2 separate regions of the Mus musculus genome follow, and region 2 is linked to region 1. Evidence: chromatin contacts called from public Hi-C data. All regions are on one chromosome and are shown on one strand. Each heading gives the region's core, a stretch centred on a gene start, on an enhancer-like site or on the middle of the called end of the contact. The rest is flanking DNA. Distances are from core to core; before and after follow the strand shown.

The links. Hi-C and Micro-C count contacts between places; a contact is called where the count stands out from the background.
Region 2: a contact with region 1 is called in a Hi-C map of cortical neurons. The contact joins two enhancer-like sites. A contact is called at or near these places in 1 of 15 datasets of contacts at CTCF or cohesin (the NIH/3T3 cell line), 2 of 484 Hi-C or Micro-C datasets (cortical neurons and nephron progenitors) and 3 of 115 datasets of contacts at active chromatin or transcription factors (embryonic stem cells, epiblast stem cells and oligodendrocyte precursor cells).

Annotation. Positions count from the first base shown.
Region 1 is chr6:38,782,592-38,788,599 of GRCm38.p6, forward strand. All of the region lies in intron 2 of Hipk2 (homeodomain interacting protein kinase 2), which reads right to left. It overlaps 4930502C15Rik (a long non-coding RNA gene), which reads left to right. Exons shown (of 4, transcript XR_003956279.1): 4 at 1-6,008. Among named protein-coding and RNA genes, the nearest start is that of 4930502C15Rik, 48 kb to the left of the region's middle. Within about 2 kb of position 4,025, at least 40 of the 459 cell types and tissues checked have an H3K27ac peak or open chromatin away from gene starts, as enhancers often do. A contact at or near this core is called in cortical neurons, where this site is marked.
Region 2 is chr6:39,056,601-39,062,875 of GRCm38.p6, forward strand. All of the region lies in intron 9 of Tbxas1 (thromboxane A synthase 1, platelet), which reads left to right. Among named protein-coding and RNA genes, the nearest start is that of Gm46989, 4.9 kb to the left of the region's middle. Within about 2 kb of position 4,766, at least 21 of the 459 cell types and tissues checked have an H3K27ac peak or open chromatin away from gene starts, as enhancers often do. A contact at or near this core is called in cortical neurons, where this site is marked.

The sequences.
Region 1 (6,008 bases), core at 2,775-5,274:
TTTCGTGCTCTGCCCATCTCCTCTTCTTCAGAGTAAACCAGGTTTTCTGGGAAAAGAGGTTCTGCCACCATCTCCACTCCTAGCTCCCCTGTCATCTTCCACTGCTTTTGTAAGACTAAGTGGAGAAAGCATGGGGGTTGAAGAAGCTCCTGGAGACTGAGGTCTGGGACAGGACATGTGTGAGGGTCTCTGTGGCTGGGTGGACCTGTTACCAAGTGCGTCTGCTTCCTGTGGGACCTTCCACATATGGGGCCTCCAGTGTGGCAGGGAGTTTGGGGAAGCCTGGCTTTTTCTGATTTATTTCATTTCTGTTGTTTCTAGGAAGTTGCCAGAAAGGGGCTAAAAACATGCTGACTTTTGGTTTGGTGATCTTAAGCGTAAATAGAATAGAGAAGTTAAGATTAATTTATTTGAACATAATATGGATAATAATGATGCCAATAACTAAATTAACGTGGCATGTTACAGTTTTATTGGGTCTTCCTCTGCTTTAGATACTCATACCTATTGGAGATGTCCTCTTTTTTTTTTTTTTTTTTTTTTTTTAAATCTAAAATGAGGCCAGATTCCAAACAACTAATGCAGGAAATCAAATGCTTGGGTCTTTTCAATCTTTAATTTTGGGGGCTGGAGTATGTGCATAGATATGAGCACACATGTGGAAATCAGAGGCTTACACTGGATATTTTCCTCTATCATTCCCCACTTTTTTTTTCTTTTCTTTTCTTTCTTTTTTGAGACAGAATCTCTTCAGTGAACCTGGAACTCAATGATCTAGCCATCCTGGCTGGCCAGAAAGTTCTAGAGATTCACCTGTCTCCAAAGTCCTAGTGCTAGGTTACAGGTGTGTCCGCTGTACCTGGCTTTTACATGGGTGCTAGGAATCCTGACTGGTGTGGCATGTACTGTGCCCACTGAACCATCTCTAAAGCCCCAATTTTTTATTTCTTTAAACAGTAAGAAAAGTTAAACCCGATCCACCCCATAATCAGCATCCAAACGCTGACACCATTGCATACACTAGCAAGATTTTATCGAAAGGACCCAGATGTAGGTGTCTCTTGTGAGACTATGCCGGGGCCTAGCAAACACAGAAGTGGATGCTCACAGTCAGCTAATGGATGGATCACAGGGCTCCCAATGGAGGAGCTAGAGAAAGTACCCAAGGAGCTAAAGGGATCTGCAACCCTATAGGTGGAACAACATTATGAACTAACCAGTACCCCGGAGCTCTTGACTCTAGCTGCATATGTACCAAAAGATGGCCTAGTCGGCCATCACTGGAAAGAGAGGTCCATTGGACACGCAAACTTTATATGCCCCAGTACAGGGGAACGCCAGGGCCAAAAAGGGGAAGTGGGTGGGTAGGGGAGTGAGGGTGGGTGGGTATAGGGGACTTTTGGTATAGCATTGGAAATGTAAATGAGCTAAATACCTAATAAAAAATGGAAAAAAAAAAGAAAAGTTAAACCCTTGTCTATATGGTATTGCCTAGGTGGGTTAAGGGAAGAGAGAGCCCTAAGAACCGGCACAGTCCTGGGGCAGGATGAGCCTGGGATAGCAGGAGTTTAGAGAAAGCACTGCCAAAGGATTTCAGAGGCGAAACTGCACAAGCTACAAGAAGATGAAAGAAGAATGGACTCCAGGCAGAATGGTTCTAGTCAGGCTTAAGAAGCAAACTTGGTGTACCAACATTGGTTTTCTGGAACAAATGGAAGAAAAATAAGCACAGCCATAATAATCAATTAATCTTCTGTTTTAAACTTCAGTTGCTAGAGCTAATTAACTATTTCACTGAGATTTTTAACATTTAAAACCACTAAAGAATATTACTAAACAAAACTCTATTTGCATTCCTGAAACTTCTATATTTCACAGCCCTTAGACATGGTCTCGGGGTTCCAGCCCCAGCCCTCTACTTCCTGCCACCCAGACTGGCTCCCCACTGAACAGCTGTCTACTGACCAGATTTCAGAGCCAGGATGCTTCAGCTTCTGCTTCTATCAGTCTTGAAACCAACACTGGGATAAACGCTCTCATCTTGAGTGTATTTATCCTGTGTCTAATTTTAGTTTTATTGTATCAAAATGACTGACATGGGTTTAACTGCTTTGTCTGATAGATGTTGGTGCATCAGACTGACAGATGCTCACTCTTACTGTTATTAGCCTGATGTATTCTGACTAATTTATAGAACGAGAGAGGGTATGTTTTCTCCTACACATCCATCCTGCTCAGTGGCTGTACCATCATCAAACATTCAGAAAGGACCAGCTATGTGAAAAGCATTATGCTAATCCCTGAGAGCACAGGAGTGTGAGCGCAGTCCCAGCCTTCAAGGAACCTTCGGGAGGGAGACAAAAAAACACATTTACACACAGATGGCAGGAGAAGAATAGCAAAGGTGGGCTCAGGTACTGTCACTTGGGGCCCAAGAACAGTTATAAAGGCAATGTCACCAGGAAGCAAGCAACACACTGAGTTAAACCTGACTGTTTAACTCAGAGACCACAAGGACAAAGCAAGGGTGTGAGAAAGAGCTTGCAGGTGGACCCCGATGTGGGTGACATGAACTGGGACATTGAGCCAGGCTGTTTCAGATACGACTTAAAGGATATTCTGTGTTCAAAGATACCTCAACTGATGGCTGCAATATCTTTATAGGAGGTTTCTTATGTCCAGACCCTTCCCACAGCTCTATTCTACTCAATTACTCTCATATTAACTTTCCCAATTAGGCCAGTCCTTGGTCAACAGAGCACCGAGTAAGCACTGGTGCTTTAGAACACCGCCCGGAGGTAGCTGCACTCGTCGTCGTTGCCTTATTCCTCTACAGCGGAATCCAGCAAACTGTCTGAAAAGTAAAAAGCAACTCAGCTCAGCAGGCTGTATATGCTGTAACTCCTTTCTGTGGCCAACTATTCATCTCTGCCTACACAGTACAAAGGGCTTAGGAGGCTTAGAAGAAGGACTGTAGATTCCAGGCCAACCCTGTCAACTCTACCCTATCACCACCAAAAAAAGGGCACCGAGACAGTAGATAAAGGAATGGATATATGGTCATTCTGCAGGCCTTACTTTACTTCCCCTGGCATGGAATTCTAGGCTCACCCATGTCAATTTCCTTGGCTGCCTACTCCCTGCCTTGCGTCCTTAAGCAGTCTTCATCATCATTACTGACTCTCACCAGATCTCAGCACCCACTACATCTTCCTGTTTGCCCTGCTGCTCTTCAAGAGATATCTGCCAGGGACCTCCTGTATGCTAAGGACTAATGCTGGTTTCTCAGAGTGGATGACAGGCATTTTTTTCTGGGTTTGTGGGCATTATGACAGAGGCAGGGTGACAGGAAGGTAGAAGACCTGCTGTTTGGTTCAGGACTGATGCCAAGTTCCCCTTCCTTTCAGCCACCACTATTCCTTCTCTCTACAATCAAACACCAGGAAGAAAGGGTGAGCAGCACAGTGCCAGGAAATGCCTCCCACAGCTCCTTGTACACTGCATACTCTAAGCACACGTGCTACATTGAACTGAGAGAAATCTAAATTATTCATGCCCTATTAATTGATATGTAAGTACACATTTCAAAATCTTACTTTTTCGTTTTTTGAGACAGGGGGTTTCTCTGTGTAGTTCTGGCAATCTTGGAACTCTGTAGACCAGGCTGGCCTCTGCCTCCCGAGTGCTGGGATTAAAGGAGTGCTCCACCACTGCCCAGCTCCTTACTATTTTTTAATGTATACATTACTACATTAGGATGTAAGGGTAGACTTCTAAGGTCTATGCCCATAAGGGAAACCAGAAATAAACACAAGCCTGAGGTACACACACATATATATTTGTATGTATTTATTAGCCAATAGTAACAATGAAATGACAACAGTATGACCACCCTCCGGCTGAATAAAATACCTTTTATTTAAACAGATAAGCAATTATGAAGATTTTAGGCTAAGGAGAAAGGGCTACTTTTAGCATATGGAATGGAGCGAAAGAATTATATATAGATACACTCACATGCTCGGATGTATCCATCTTTAAACAGCCTATCAAAACTGTCTAACACACTGCTGGCTATAAATGTGCTATACCTGACAGGGAGAAAATTCCATGAAAGATTATAAAAGCTTGCTAGAAGCATTAAAAATTTCCAGCCATTTCATTATTTGTCATTCAGCAACTGTTAATATTACTTTTTGTATTCTTAGTGAAGCTTGAAATTAACATGGCTTTTTGTTTATTTCTTCATTTCTGCACCCTTGTCAGCTCATCTCAGGAATGCAGTTTGTTAGCTGGCTTACTGCAGTGCCAAAGAGAAAGCTTGGGAAGCTTAAGCCGACTAGTGAAAGGCTCTGCATGAAAACACATTTGCGTTTTAACCTCTCAGAAGCAGAGCAGTTAACTTAAAATAAATATTTAACATCTTGGTGCTTTTATCAAGACTCGTTTTGACATGGACATGTTCCCCAGGGAACAAAGTCTACTGGAAAAAGTTGATTGAAAAGAAAAGGTGAATCTAGAATTTTCAAAGGAAAACCAATCTCCAGAAATGCTCCTCCCTCCAAAAATCATTAATCTGAATTGAACATAGGCTTAGCATTTTGAAGTCTCATAGGGAAGTAGTCCCAGGCAATGCCTCTTCTGCCCCAGCAATGTTTTTGTTGTGTGCCTGCCTGGCTGCTGCCCTACCCTGCTCCACCCCCATAGCTATTTCACACATGGATCCTGATTTACACCCAAGGCACCTTATTGCCCAGGAAGCTCAAGCAAGACGTAGATCTTGATAGGAGAGCTACCAAACACTCCTGGGGCACAGACAGGGCAGCAAGCCATAAGAAGTCTGGTCATCCCCTGGTAGGGACCATTTATTAAGTTTCTTTTGCTGACTTCACTCCTTCCTTACACAGTGCCTTGAGTTTTGAGAGGATGACATTTATAAGGGGTTGCTGGATGTGTTCTGAAAACTACAGAGCTTGACAGATATGAGTGTCCGATGCCCCCAGGAACAAGAGTGGTCAGTGATGGTAACCAAAATGGCTTTGCTAAATGGTTCAAATGTAGCAAAGTCATAAACAAACAAACAAAAAACCCAAAAGAACCCAAACCTCTCGGGATAAAATGGTCCAGAATTTTTCAGAAGACAGAATCCTGTCTCATTTAATATGTACACATTTACCTGAGCTTCCTATATTCCCCGCTCCCAGAACAAGGTATATCTTACAGGTAACTTCGCATTTGGGTGTGTGGCCACCTGCCAGACAAGGCTCCGCAGAATGACCTGAATATATCATTTTAAGTCTACTCCCATAGGACTGTCACCGGACCAGGGGGCCACTAAGTTACACAGGAACTGCATCTAGTTTTTCCTGCCCCATGAACTTCCTGTAAAGAGCATGGTCATACTGTATTCATCTCTCCTTTTTTTGGCACTAACTCACTGTAGAATAAAATCACGCTGAGTCACAGCATGACACAGCCAATCTCCATCTCTATTTTAGGCACATTTTACACACAGGAGCTGGCAACACACCTTTCCTGATATAAACACAGCTCTGACGGCCTGCAAATTTCAACTGGGTCAGTCTTGCTGCATTATTTGACTTACTTGAAACTTTATTTAAATTTAGTTTTTGTTTGGGCCAATTTTGATGATAAAATTTTGTGCTGCAAAACTGAGGACAGGCTAAGTGGAGGTGGAGGAAGGAGGGTGGACAGAGTGGGGAGGAGAGAGGAGGGAGGGAGAGAAGAGGGAGGAGGGAGGAGGGTGGAAGGAGGAGGGAGGAGGTGGCCCTGTTTTTCTGGTCCCTCCAAATGGCTTTATTAGCTGATTTTGAAAGTTTGCGGTACATTTTCAAAATGCTCAACACCCCACAATTAAACCAAACCACAAATCTACTTCCAAAGCCAAAGGATGCTGGATTTTAAAGCCAAAAAATGTACTGGGAAAACCCAGTGGTATACACCCCTTCTTCCCTTAGTTCCTCTCTCACCAAAATGTGTGTAAACAA
Region 2 (6,275 bases), core at 3,516-6,015, 270 kb after region 1:
TACTTCCTCCAGCAAGACTGTACCTTCTAAAGCTCCATCACATCCCCAAATATATGACTAACAGGGAACCGAGTATTCAGATGCACGAGCCTACGGGGATATTAATATGGGGGATATTACTCATTCAACCCAACAAAGTGTTAGTTGTCTTTGGGACAGGGGCGTCATTAGCCTTGCACAAATCCTGCAGTTCATAAAGTGCCATGGAATTATAGTAATAATATATTAATAATATAATATATTAATATTATAATATTAAATATATTATTGGATATTTGATATGTAACTAGATATTTACTATATTATATAGATATATAACAATATATATCCACTATCTAGTATATAATATAAAATTAAACATATACATAATTATATTTTTTTGCCAAGAAAATAGAGCATGATAGTGGAGGCTTATAGTATATGTGTATGTGTGTGCGCGTGCGTGTGTGTGTGTGTGTATGTATATATATACATATATATACATGAGAGAGAGAGAGAGAGAGTGTGTGTGTGTGTGTATTCAAACAAATAATAAAAAACACAAAAAATGTAAAGTACTTGTAACTGTTATAACTGGGGCCCGGTAAATGTTACAGAGCAACTGACCCAATGCCATTTTCTTCCAGAAAGCAGCAAGTAGACCTTGGTACTTAGATGAGCAGCTGCTCTGACTGCACTGGGGTTTCTGGGTACATAAAATAAGTATTGAACCCACAAGACCTCAGAGTTTCCTTCCTGAGTTCCTTGACTGGTCTCCAGACCCACACACACCCCTGAGAGCATTGGTCTAACCACATATCTTTCAGCTTAGCATGGTCAGGACCACCCTCAAGCAGCCAGACTGGCAAGCAAGAATAAGATGTCCAGTTAAATGTGCATTTCAGATAAGCAATGCATGATATTCCTATAACACAAGAATGTCCTGTGCAGTATCACACACACACACACACACACACACACACACACACACACACACAGCTTAAATAAAAAGCACTTTTGGTCTAAATTCAGGTGGCTGTAGCAAAATCACCATAGGCTGGAGGCTGGAACAACAGACAGCAGCTTTGGGTCTGGGAAGTTCCAGAATGAAAGGGCTGGCAGATCCAGGTCCTAGGAAGCTCTTGCATCAGGGTCCATACCTTCTCTCTGAATACTCTCAGGGCTTTCCTTGGTGCTCCCCAGAGAGAGGGAGGAGGGCAGGTGCACTTGCCCACACTGCCCGCTTGTGAACACTAGTGTGAACGCAGGATGCTGAGGAATGCAAAGTCACACTACTCGAGTTTGCCTCCTATTCCGTTGATCCAGAGCAGACCCGACTTCACCCCGCAAGTACACTGTCTTGCATGGGACTTTCTGTGGTCACCCGAGGAGGATATACCACCGCAGTGACTCTGACTTCGGTGAACCAGAAGTTCAGCTCAGTCAAGAACACTGGCTCAGCATGGGTGAGGTCCCAGGAATCTTCATCTCTAACACCGCCAAGCAAGAAAGTGGGGGACAAAGGGGGAAAGAGAACAGAGCAAAGAGAACACATCCGGCCGTGTATAGCTGGGTTTTCTTACGCTGGTTTTGTTGTTAAATGCGTCCCTCTCTAGCACTATTCGCAGAAAGCATGCTGCTGAGCCTGCATCTCTTGGCCTAGGCTCTGAAGCTGCCTCTGCCTCTCCTTTGCTGAGCACTTTGAGCTGTTTCACCTGTCTGGCCTGTGGTTCCTCAAGACAGGTTTACATTTCTAGAACCTGGGGGTTTCCTCTCGTGTTTTCTTTCAAGTGTCCCATGATTGATAACCAGTGTCAGCAAGAATATTGGTGTCTAATTCTCTTCTCCTGAGCTGGTGCACAAAAATGCCTGCAGAGGCTGGAGGGGTCGTGCAGCAGTTAAGAGCACATACTGTTCTTGTAGGGAACCAGGTTTGAGTTTCCATCATGTCTAAAGTGGCTTGCAACTCCAGTCCTGGGGGGGGGGGGGGTTTCTAGCGCCCTCTTCTGGCCTTCACAGACACTGCATGCAAGTGAATGCACTTGCTGAATAAACAGCCAGGCAGACACATACATACATACATACATACATACATACATACATACATACTTACATACATACATACATATAAAATCAAAGTAAGTAAATAAAAAGAGCCTCAATTCTCAATGATTCTTAAAATCTGGTACCGAGCCAGGCAGTGGTGGCTCACGCCTTTAATCCCAGCACTCGGGAGGCAGAGACAGGTGGATTTCTGAGTCCGAGGCCAGCCTGGTCTACAAACTGAGTTCCAGGACATCCAGGGCTACACAGAGAAACCCTGTCTTGAAAAACAAACAAACAAACAAACAAACAAACAAACAATCTGGTACCAGATACTATTTGGGCCTCTAGATACTACTCTTGGACAACAAGGGTTTATCTTAATGGAGGAGAGCATTTTCCATGCCTGGCTTGGACTTGTCCCTACCCCCCACTTATACCCTGACCTTTGAAAACAGACTGAGTGGACAATAGGGATCTGAACGTGTGTGTGTGTGTGTGTGTGTAAGGAGATTCCTATTCTAATAAATCTCATCATGGTGGAGATTTTTTTTTCCCAGAAAATTCTGAGCCCAGACAATGGCTCATTTATTTGAAGTCATATTCAAAGCAACAGAACTCCAGGTCAACAAGAAGGATTTCTCTGATCTTAGAGTTGATTGCAAAGGGATTTACGACTCATGGACGGGGGTGGGGTGGGGTGGGGGAGCCATTTAATGATAGATTCTGGGCAGGTGGAAGGTGACCTTGCAAACAAACCTAAGATGGTCTGCTGGAAATGCTGTGACATGCTGTGGGACAAGGATCACCTACGGCAGTGTGAGACAGAAGCCCAGGAGCTCTGCCTGGGAGGATGTTTGGGTAAATATTTGGGCAGCCTTTGGCTACTGCTGCTACACTGGTGAACTGAGCTGGAGACCAGAGGAAATGGCTCTTGTCTCCCAGGCCCTCCAATGATACATTTTGATAAACATCCAGACAGGCTGACTCTGGCCCAAGCTATGTGAATATATCACATATGCCACAACCAGCAGAGAGCACGCTCCAGGCAAGGTGGCAGAGAGGGGGCAGGAAGCAGGAGGGCGGGAGAGGTCTAGAACCGGCTGTCTAAATTTAACAGGCAGTGGCTTTTAGGCCAAGTGGATAAAAAATAAATTCCAGTGCTCAGAGCTCTTATCTGTGTTTACCATTTCTCCAAACAGTGAGTGACCTACTCTGACTCTCAGGGTAGATTATCAACAAAAAGCACACAGGAAGTAGGGGTGGGTGGACGGTAAATCGTGGACCACTCCTCCTTCCCTTCCCGTGGCATTTACTTGGTCTGTCAGAGTGACTAAAATATGCTAGGGTCACAGAACTGTCTTTGAGCAGATGAGGCACATCCCTGGCACATCAGACCAACTCAGAGGTGAAGGCACCTTGGGGTCACCGACCCATTAACAAAGGTACCTGCTAATAGCACACAGCATTTCCCTGCCACATACGTGACCTATGGCACGTGACAGACACACTCTTGTTCCCTGCATTCGGTCTGTTCCCAGTTCTTGCAGGACACAGGACATGTGAGTTTCATATTATTCCCTGTTGCTCACGTCTTCTGTCCACCCTTGGTCTGCACACTGGTATCTGTTCTGGCCCAGCTCCTCCCCTAGCTGGCAATGCACTAACCTTCCATAGTCCTGACCCTGGCCCTTGATAAGGGGTGACCCATGTACTCATCAGCTTTTTGTCACAAAAGCAAATACTCAAGAAGGTCAATTAGTAAAGAGAAGAAGGGCTGTTTGGGCTCCCAGTGATGAGGCTTAGTCCTGGTTATTGGCCTTGGTTGCCTAGAACAAGCAGGATTCGGTGGAGTGAAGCCTTCAACTCATGGCTGAGATGTTAACAGAAGAGGAATGGGCTGGGGTCCCTCTACCCACTTCAAGGTCAACCTTCCAACAACTGGATGACCTCCCTCTAAGCCCCACCTCCTGCATTCTCACTTCTTCCAGAGAGCTCAGGGCTGCTGCTTTCCTGGATGAGCCTCGAATACACGGGCTGTCAGAGAGGGTTTAGAGCCAGATTACAGCAATCTGAGACGTTGTTCAGAGTCCCATACTTTCTAGTGACCCAGCCACCTCCAGTGGGCAGTAGCGAAGGCTCAGGCCCTCTGCTTTTCTCTCTCTTAATTCCCAAAGGCACAGATACTTTGTGTGACTGGGTTTCATCTCCCCACTTCTAGGTACAAGCTGCTGTCCCTAGGGGGTAGGGTGGGGGCCCTAACATAGATCTTTAGGAACCAATGCCTCCTCTATCTACCCCATGGATCCTGTTTCCATCTTTCTCTCAGTCACCAGCAGTGAAGCCTGTGGACCTCTATCTCCCAAGCCTCCCCCCCCCCGTTCTACTCTTCCCTTATAACAGTGGTTGTGATGCCCAGGTTGCATGTGAGAATCCCCTGGGGAGATTGGAAAACAACACCAATTGACGCAGAATGTCTCGGGGGTGACCCCACCCCATCCTAGCCCCAGCAGACAGCACCAAGATGGAGATGCCTAGCTTACATTCTCAGGCTGTGCCTGGAGCTCACTGTTTCTGCAATAACCCGCTGCCTTGTTTCCCAGCTCCTCCTACTCCATCTATTCTTCCTGTCCTTGTCAGATCACAAAAAATACCATTTTCACTGTATTACCTCCACTCCTCAGAAGCCAACAGTGGCCCCACCAGAACAATAAATCTTTGCATGAACAAATGAATGGCTTCCACGGCACACAATGAATCCCATATGCTCTGGGACTGCATCTTATCTCCCCTTCTCCACCCTCCCCACCTCCCACAGGCTGCTAAGCAATGCCTATCTGTGGAATGAGTGAATAAATACATTTTCTCTGCAAATTAAATGCAGTCCACTCTTCCTCCACACCCAGAGAGCAGGCCGGGTGATTTCACGATCATTTACAAAAGGGCTTATTTCTCTAAGCATCGAATACAATCAGCTCTGAGTGATTCATGCTAATGGAGAGGACAGAATGCTAAATATTATAAAACAGCAGCTAATTCAAAAGCGTAAATTTGCTTGATGCCAGAATGCACTTTTGCTCATGAGTGCTTTCACTGCATTTGATAATTGGGACAATTTTTTTAAAATATACTTTTTTTTTTAGATATGTCTGATCTGTCCCCATCTCCCCCTATACCACCCCAAGACACACACTAGTAGAATAAACAATTCAACTCCCAAAACAGCACCCAATTTTGTTGCCTCAACCCTTTCCCAGGATGGTTCAAATTGCTAGATCTCAGACTGTCAAAATGGGTCGAGGGAAGCCATGGGGGGAAACATGGAGTTGGAATAAATAGGAACACTTGCTCCCTTTTTAAGGATTCATCCCCAAAATTTCAGGCATCACAACCCATTTGTAGAAGAATTTGAAATATCTACTGCTACTGAGCCACACATATTTAGGACCCTGCCGCTTATTCCTGGACACATACCCCAGGAACCTGTGTACAAGCTCACCCCAAACCATAGTTAAGAATATTCACATCAGCTCTGTTCATGGTGGCCTTCAAACTGGGAGACACCCATAAGGGACAGGATGGACCCATGGCTATGTATGCACGGTAATGACGGCACACGCGAGCGTGTGCTTCGTGGCAGCATCCCTGACTAGTATGTACAATGCCCTGGGTTCCATCCTGAGCACAAAAGAAACAGCAAGAGGCAGAGGGGGTGTTACAACTACAGCTACGCTCAACACAGATAGATCACAGGCAACTCTGAGGAAATGGCTCAGACATGGAGCCTGCTTACTAAGCCTGCCACTGACAAAAGCCATAGGGGACAGGGAGACAAAACCATTGCTCTGTCAGGTACTTCTGAAATGGCTGGGACAGGAGTGGGGCACAGAGCACTACAGAGTTCTGGAATGTCCTGTGTCTTGGTTTGGAAGAGGGGAAGAAGGCCAAGGTAGGTAGTAGGCCAAAAGGCTTAGGGGGGGAGAGATCCATTACAAGGTGACAAAGGTTGGCCTGCGTCTCTCAGGGCAGTTCTGAGGACTGAATGGCATGCAGATGTGGGATCTCTGATGAGTAGAACAGAACCTCACAGGATGAAATGCTATGGTTTTTATTCGGTAAAGGCAAGATCCTACAGAGGGTTGGCACGGCCGGTGACGTTCAACCTGGGGCCTTATGTGGAGAGGGATGATGGTGGTGGTGGTAGTGATGGTGATGATGATGTGTGTGTGTGTGTTTGTTCATATGTGCATGTG